2 separate regions of the Arachis hypogaea genome follow, and region 2 is linked to region 1. Evidence: chromatin contacts called from public Hi-C data. All regions are on one chromosome and are shown on one strand. Each heading gives the region's core, a stretch centred on a gene start, on an enhancer-like site or on the middle of the called end of the contact. The rest is flanking DNA. Distances are from core to core; before and after follow the strand shown.

What was found. Hi-C and Micro-C count contacts between places; a contact is called where the count stands out from the background.
Region 2: a Hi-C map of an unstated tissue shows a contact between it and region 1, with 2.1 times the contacts expected there. The contact joins the enhancer-like site here to the promoter of LOC112750054 in region 1. A contact is called at or near these places in 2 of 8 Hi-C or Micro-C datasets (leaf and an unstated tissue).

What each region holds. Positions count from the first base shown.
Region 1 is chr15:27,470,313-27,474,799 of arahy.Tifrunner.gnm2.J5K5, forward strand. LOC112750054 (xyloglucan O-acetyltransferase 1) reads right to left here and starts at 2,306. Exons shown (of 2, transcript XM_025798570.3): 1 at 1,732-2,306; 2 at 1-1,480. The coding sequence starts at 1,975. The coding sequence ends at 363.
Region 2 is chr15:27,506,347-27,510,255 of arahy.Tifrunner.gnm2.J5K5, forward strand. No RefSeq gene overlaps it. Among protein-coding and RNA genes, the nearest start is that of LOC112750054, 36 kb to the left of the region's middle. Within about 2 kb of position 1,630, at least 2 of the 3 cell types and tissues checked have open chromatin away from gene starts, as enhancers often do.

The DNA of each region.
Region 1 (4,487 bases), core at 1,056-3,555:
TTCCATCATGGAAGAACATAGCCCCAACAAAGTATAGAAGAGTAAACCAACCACTCCCTAATTCATTAAAATTTCTCTTTACCAAATACAAAAGAATCCCTTATTTGTTCTTTGTTCTTTCTACCAACAACAAAATTGATCCTTCCCAATTCAATATCTAACATTCAAGTGATAAATACAATAACATATTAAAAAATTTAAAATAATAAAAAAACACTACTAAAATTAACAAGATACGGGAAAAAAATTACTCTGTTTCATAATAACAATCAACCTAGATAAAGCAGTACATTGAAAGTTCAATGTATAATTTTATCCAAATTAATGTTATTTTGAAGCAGAGGAAGTACCTCGGCTTTCATTCACTCCACGCGCACGGTCGTTCGCTCCCACTTCTTCATCATCTCGAGAAAGATCTCATTCCATGTATCTATAGGCCCCGGCAAGCACCAATGAACACAATCATTTTGAACTCGCTCTTGAACCCCATTAGCAAATGGAAAAGGGTACATGTAAGGACCAGGGTGTCCATCAGGTCTCAACAATGCTAATCTTGTCACATCCAATGCCTCCAACCTAAATCCTCCAAACTCTTTCCCTCTTTCCTTAGCATCTTCCACTTCTTCAATCTCAATCTTCCTCACATCGGCATCCATCCCTTCAAGCTCTTTCTCCCTGTTCCTAAATGGCTTAGTCTTCGGACAAGCCCCGGCCTTATCCCACTCACCCTCGAAATGTGCCGGCGAAAAAGTTGTCACAATCACATCAATCCCATTATTATTTTCCCTACCACCACCTCTCCTCTCAATTATGCTACTAAGTGTAGTCCTCAAAGCCTTCCTCAATACATCATAGAACCCAATTTCAGTGTGATTAAGACCGGGACAATAATGGCATCCGAGAACTGAATCGCCCTCGTAATAAACAGCTGGATGCAAGAACCAATGACCGATCGAAAGCACCATCAAGTCGATTCGGTCCATATCCTTACCCCACCTCTCATCAACACGGTCCAAATGCAACACATTATGATTAGGCCCTGAACTAGATTTCTCAACACCATGAACAAGAAAAGGTGACCAATACACAGACACACTTGCATTGTGGGAAACAAAATGCCATTTCCGGAATTTATTATCCTCTCCATTGCGGTATACAAGGTTAGGTTCCGAAACAGTAGATAACATGCAAAGAAGGGACTCTAACTGGTTCCTAGCCATTGAATCACCAACAAAAGCTATGTGCTTGTTTCTAACAAGTTGGAGAAAAGCATTAGGATCAAACCTTGGAAGATTGCATTGGCTTGGCTTCCATCTCCAATGAAGGTACCCTGAGTCAGGTCTTCCATGTTTGATGCAATTCTGGCCTTCTTTAATGGTGCTGCATGTGCTTCCATTGTACAAAGGGCCTCTCAAATCACGGACCCATTCTCCATTGAAGTAGTCGCATGATGTTTCATCATCACCACCTTTTTCCTTTTCTGCAATCAAGAACAAAACTTTACATATACCAAGATGCCAAAATTACTAGAATCTAAGAACAAAGAAAAGTACTCTTTGGAGGAACGACTTCTTGACCCAAAACCTTAAACCAATGACTCTACTGGGTACTTTGAACTAAATATCTTTCTTAAACTCGTACAATCACATTTGAAAATTAAACCCGGACAAAAATTAACTAGAAATAGCATAATTTAAGGAAAGATGAAATTTTGCATACAGGTGTATGTACCTGAAGTTGATGAAGGTGAAGAAAGAGGAGGAGGGGTTGAAGAAGAAAGAGAAGAGTGGGTAGCTATGGTGATGGGGGTTGATGAATGGGGAAGTTCAGTTTCTGGGGAAGGAGGAAGGGGTAAAGGGTAGAAGTACAAGCGAAGTAGAGCTAATGGAAGCAAAGCATAGAGTGTCCATGGAAGAAGCTTCTTGGTGATTACAAACAAGGATTGTTCTTTGAATAATGGGATTGTACTTCCCATTTCTTTCTTTAAACTCCCTTTCTTTCTTTCTTTCTTGCTTTGGTCCCTTGTTTTTGTGTGTGTGTCTCTCTCTCTCTCTCTTCTTCCTTGTGTTCCTTCTTTCTTAGCTACACAGATTAGTAACGAGGAAAAGAATGATGTGTTTTTGTTTTGTTTTGTTTTGTTTGGTTTCTTTCAAGGAAAAAGGTGGAGGAAGAGATAGAGATATAGAACTAGAAGAAGAGTCAGAAAAGCAGGTTGGTTTGGTTTTTCTGTGCATTAATCATGTTTTCCTTTATGTCTAATTAAATTTTCATAATTTCTGAAGCATTGGGATTTTTAATGATATTCCAACTTTGTCCTCAACCTTACTTCTTAATTCATAATGAATGTTAAGAGAGAAAAGGACAGAAAGAAAAGTTGATTTTCTTTTTGGTTACAGTTGTAAAGCATGCTAGTTGATATAAGTCACGTCTACGAAATTAAGACCATTGGATTATATATCAGAATCAGAAATTATATCCATTAGTAAAGAAAGAAAAATAGGAAAGTTTCTATTGTAATTATTGGTGTAACTGTAATCATTTAATTTTGTTTTCAATAGAACGACTTTTCCTTTTAGTTTTTACCCCTTCTCTAGGATGCCTTCTATGCTGCTTTTTTTTTTTTTTCGCTTTTGCAAAGTTTTATGTCTTGTTCGGTTGTTCCGTACGAGAATGAAAGCTCATTAATCTTCACGTTTGTTTAATTATGATCAAACAAATGATTTAGCTATTTTGTATTTTAAATAAATATTTTAAAAATATACTAAAAAACTTTTAAGTTTTTTTATGTATTTAATTCATTGAAATATAAAAAATTTATTTTCTTAATTATTTTTATAAAATATTTTTTGTAATATCCTTAAAATATTTTTTAAGACACATGTTATTATGTTAATAAGACTTTAGAATTAAATAGTAATAAGAACTCTATAATAGTAGTTTCATTTGCGAGGGTATAATAGTCTTTAGAGTGAAACCCTATTTAAAAACTTTAACACATGCTTTCAACTTTCATGGGCAAAATCTAATACGAGTACTGAGATCGATGTCAAATTGTAAAAGTAAAAATAAAAAAATAATATGACGAGCGTATGATACATTTTTTTGTTCGTAAGTGAATGTGGCCATATGAACCAGTTTTATTCAATTAATTTGTTTATTGGATACGTTGAATCTCTAGATCATGCATAGCTGGGACAGCACACTTGTTAATGCTGCCATGCCTGACCAAAAAAAAATAAAAAAGATGCTGCCATATATTATAATCATTTTATTTATTATTTTCATTATTGAGAGCTATCAAAGGGGCGTTAAACGTAATCGGGATTTTGCTAAATAAAGTGATGCAATGCGCAGTAATTAAAGGAGTGACAACTTAACAAGTATCACACTAAATTGATCAAAATTTCAGATCAATTTCAGATAAATTAAAGCCTTATAAAAACTCTCTCTCTAAATTGAATAGCTAGTATTATTTTAGGTGTGATTAATTTTCCTAAATATTTATAAAATATAAATACTATTAGAAGAGGTAAAATAATAAAGGCTCATAATTAGATACTTATTTAAGAGAACGTGTTATTTTATTTTTATTTTTTTTTAAAAAATTTATATATCTAATGATTTTAGTTGAGGATGAAATTAGATAAAATATTAAAAGAAACTAAAAATATTTATATAATAAAATAATATTAAAATAAAATTTTAAAAAAATTAAACTAAAAATTATCTATAATTTACATATAAAAAATTAAAATTAAGGCGATGCTTCGCTTTCTCTCCGTGTAGCTCTGCCCATGATTTTAGTGTATATCTAATTATATTAGTGTATATATATATATATGGGGATATTAATCAAAATTGAATTTCATATGATTATGACATGCATGGTCTTAGATAGGAACTGTTGCTACTAGCTATTTGGTAGTGCTAACGTGCTCAATCATTTTGGACACGACCATTTCTCACCCCAACAACTTTGTCTCCATTTTTTTATAAGCATTTAATAAATAAATATGTTCAATCATATTGTTGGCCTTTCTTTAATATATTAAGCAATGCTATGATGTCTGTGTATCCAGTAATAATATTACAATACTTCATTCAGATCCAAATCCAATCTACGTTCTACCAATGTTTCAAACCTAATAGCTTTCACCAAATTATATTCACATTCACCAATGCTTTAATTTACGCTAGCTCCGCTGACACCATTTATTCGGCCACTGCTTTTCTTTTAGGTAGTGTTTGAAAGCAGGTATTCAATTGAGATTAAGAAATTAAAATTTAATATTATATTTAAAATTAAAGACTGAATTTAAAATTTTTATTTTGTAATATAAAATTTTAATTTTTTTAGTATTTTCAAAAAATAAAAAAATTAATTTTTTTAAAAATAAAAACTGTTTTTGTTTGATTTTTAGTAGAGGTATAGCTCGTCTTCTGTCGAGTATCAGAGAGTTTTTCTAGCGAAAGGGCCTTCGTCAGCT
Region 2 (3,909 bases), core at 380-2,879, 35 kb after region 1:
CAGTAATTGTCATGAAACTCTAAAAATTGAATTTGAGGATCTTCACAGTTTCTTTCAGGATATCCGATGCATTCATTGATTGGATTTGGCTATTCAAATTGAAATCAACTTGTTCATGAACATGATCAGAGAGTTCTTGTAGGTTTGTAGCTGTAAATTGATTGTTTTCTCATATTTCTCTTTTTTCGAGTACTTTTTTGGAGAACAACCTTCACTTGAAAATTCTATTTTTTTAGTACTAGAATGAGAATTATATAAAAATTAAAAAATTATATATGAAAAAAAAGAGATTGGAATTAAAAATTCGAAAGAAAACAAGATCGGGAAGAGGTGGACTAAAGCGAGAGAGTGTATTAAGAAGTGGGGGTGGGGGCATTATGAAAAATTCGGGAGTGAAAGAGGTAAAGTTGTTTTAAAAATTAAGAGATAATACACTTAATACCAAGTACAATATAAAAACTTAATTTAGTTTTTATTTTTCAATTTCTCATCCTCAGTCTTTATCTTTTTGTCTTAATTTCTCTTTCAAATGCAACCTTAAATTTTAGCAACACTTTTTTCTACTTATACAACTATTTTATATCATCTGTTGTATTAATTTTAAACTTTAATATTTATAAATAAAAATTTAAAAAAATAAGAGTATCATGCAGCAAAATTTAAATGAGAACTGAATCTGTCATTACACGAATAAAATTAAAAATTTAAAATTTTAATCAAAAGATAAAAATAACACTAACTTCGAAGTCGATCACTCTCGCAATGTGTCAACTATCATTCAAGCAGTTGATATCGGGATCTCATGCGTAGGTGCGCGCCATAACATTCGGGCAATTCAAAAATATCAAGAAAACATTCGAGAAAGGGAGAAATGAAGATTAATAGGGATGGAAAGTGGGTCAGGAGGCGCTGTGAACAAGTTTTTTTACAGGCGCACCCCAACCTTATCTCGTTTATAGTGTAAACGAAATAAGTATAATCGTATTTCGTTAATATTGTAAACGAGGTAAGGTTTGTGTCATATCACATATGCACACGTGGTATATAGATTTTAGTTTGTGCCTTATCTTGTTTACAGTATAAACGAAATACGGCAATACGTATTTTGTTTACACAGTAAACAAGATAAGTCATGTTACGAAAATTAATAAAAACTCTCAAAATTATTTATTTCAATCATTAAAAAATTTATTTTATTTATTTAATAAAAAATTCTAACATTGAAAATGTAGATCTTATGTATAAAAGAAAGAAAATCAATAATTAATTTGTTTTTACTTATTTTGGACAAACAAGTTACAAGGTTAATATGAATAAGAAAAGTTTACTGCGTAGTAAAAAACATTTACACATATACAACTAATTAATTTAAATTGGTCGGTGATAAATTTATTTATTTATTTTAAATAAATATTAAAAATTTAAATTTTATTTTATACATATAATAATTTATTAACTAATAATAAATTTTTAAATAAAATTTAAATTTACGATAAATTAATCCTTCATTTGTGAAGATATAAAAATACCGTGTCAAAAAAAAAAACACATATAGAACCATCATGTTATGGCTGCACAAGTGACAATGATACATAGAGATATATTTAAGAAGGTGCGCACTACAGTACACATGTAAGTTTGTAAAGATGTACAGAAATTCTTCTATGTAGAATGCTATTACAACACGTGTCCCTGAAGGGAATAAAGCAGCTGGTAAGCTTTCCTTGTCAGCTTTGTTAACTAGGAACTAGGAAGTGAGCCAATATTAGCTCAATGGGAGTGAAGTGATTAGGCTCCGATTTTTCTTTTGGATTGGTGGGCCTTGTATTTTTGTGCTTATGCCCAATTAGTGTTGTGTACTTTTTGTTTTTGTAGTCTTTGATGAAGTGTAAATAAAATTCACATTGGGTATGAAAAAAGAAGTAATTTAATGAAAACAAGATTTTATTCTGAATATTTATATTACTACGTGATAATAAATTTTTTAGAACAATCAACTTAGTAGTTAATTCATTAGTTCATTTAAATAAATGTCAAGTATTTAAATTTTATTTTATATATGTAATAATTTATTGACTAATAACAAATCTTTAAATAAAATTTTGAACTATAAATTAATCCATAATCTACTGAGTTATGAAATACCATAAAAAAAAGTTTTTTCAGACCAAAAAAATAAAGTACAAACTTAGCAGTGACTCTCAATTATACTATATATTTACGTGAATAAAGTTTTTATACCTAGTATTGCTATAAATTAAGCCAAATAAAAAGAAAAAAAGGACAATAAAAATCTAAAGTAATGGAAATATTTTAAAAAAAATTCTATTGCTTTTGAATCTATCTTTTGGGTTATATAACAAATTTCTTTCTCCATATTTTTTCATTTTTTTAAAAATATTTCACTGTACCAAAACATTGAGACGTGGAGACTGGAGAGGCATGATCTTTGCTATCATTAAAGTCCAATTATCTAAGTAAATTCTTGTTTCTCTAATATACACTTCTTCACATTAAATGATTTATTTCCAAACTTATTGAACTCCTGTTTTATTGATTTTTTTTTAGTGTTTATTTCAACAACAATAAATAGAAATCTATTGTTGACTACTATTTTCATATAGAATTAAGTTTTAATTTACCAAATATTAGAAATCTATGAATATTTTATTTTTGGTTATAAAAAGTAAAATTTGTTCTAATTCTACAAAAAATTATCAACGATCTATTTATTCTTTATTCTGATTTGAAATTGTATTTTACAACAATATATTTGAATTTGTTATTATATATATATATGTTTTCAAGAATTAAAGGCAATAATATTTTGACATGTTTTGCTAAAAGTTATACTCAGGAAAATATTTTAATATTAAAATCTACAAAAAATTCAAGCATAATAACTTTTAAGTTTTGATTAATTTTTGTTATTATATTGAATATATGAAAATAATTGAACTAAGAGATTTTATGATGGCAGCCAATAATGTTAGAATTATTATTTACAATGTAGACACTCGAATTTAAATAAAAGATTTTAAATATTAGAATAATTAGCATTATAATAAACTAAATTTAAAAGTTATTTAGTTGATATTATTTTTCAAAAGACTTATCTAATATAAAAATTTTTTTAAAGTTTATTGAATAATAAAATTTTATATGGCAATTATAATTATTGTAGCACCTATGAGTGGAATGTTGATTTTTTAATTTTCTTTTTGGCCGTATTTGGTATATGATATAAATATTTGTTTGACTATTATAACTTATATGGTGTCAAGTAACAAATAATTTTTTGATGATATTTAAACATGTTTTCATTAGTCATTCGTTTTAAAATCATAATTTTTGTATTTTGTCCGAGTATCGTATTTTGTTTTATATTTAAGCATACAAATTTTAACATTTATTCACATTTGCATATTTTTTCTTGATTTTTTTTTCTTTCTGTTTATTTACATTATATCTTAATAATAGTATGTTTAACTAATATTTTATAAATAAATGATTTGCAATCACATGTATGAGAAGAAATTTTTTTTACAAATCTTATCTATTTCAATTTCTCTAATGAGATCCAAATAATTAGGTTTAATTAATCTATCGATTTTTATAATTTTATCAAATTTATAATTAAATTTTTATACTTTTAAAATTTTTAATTGAATTTTTATATCATTTTTAATTTTGTAATTAGGTCTTTACCAGTGTACAAATATTAGAGTTAATGAAATATTTATCTATAAATTGAAGATATGCATAATTAAAGACCTAATTAGATTTTCGACCACATGTTTTTAGAGAGGATTATTCCATTAACTTTAACATTTTTAATACAAAAAAAATTTAACTACAAAATTAAAAGTAATGTAAGGATCTAATTAAAAGTTTTTAAAGCACAATTAT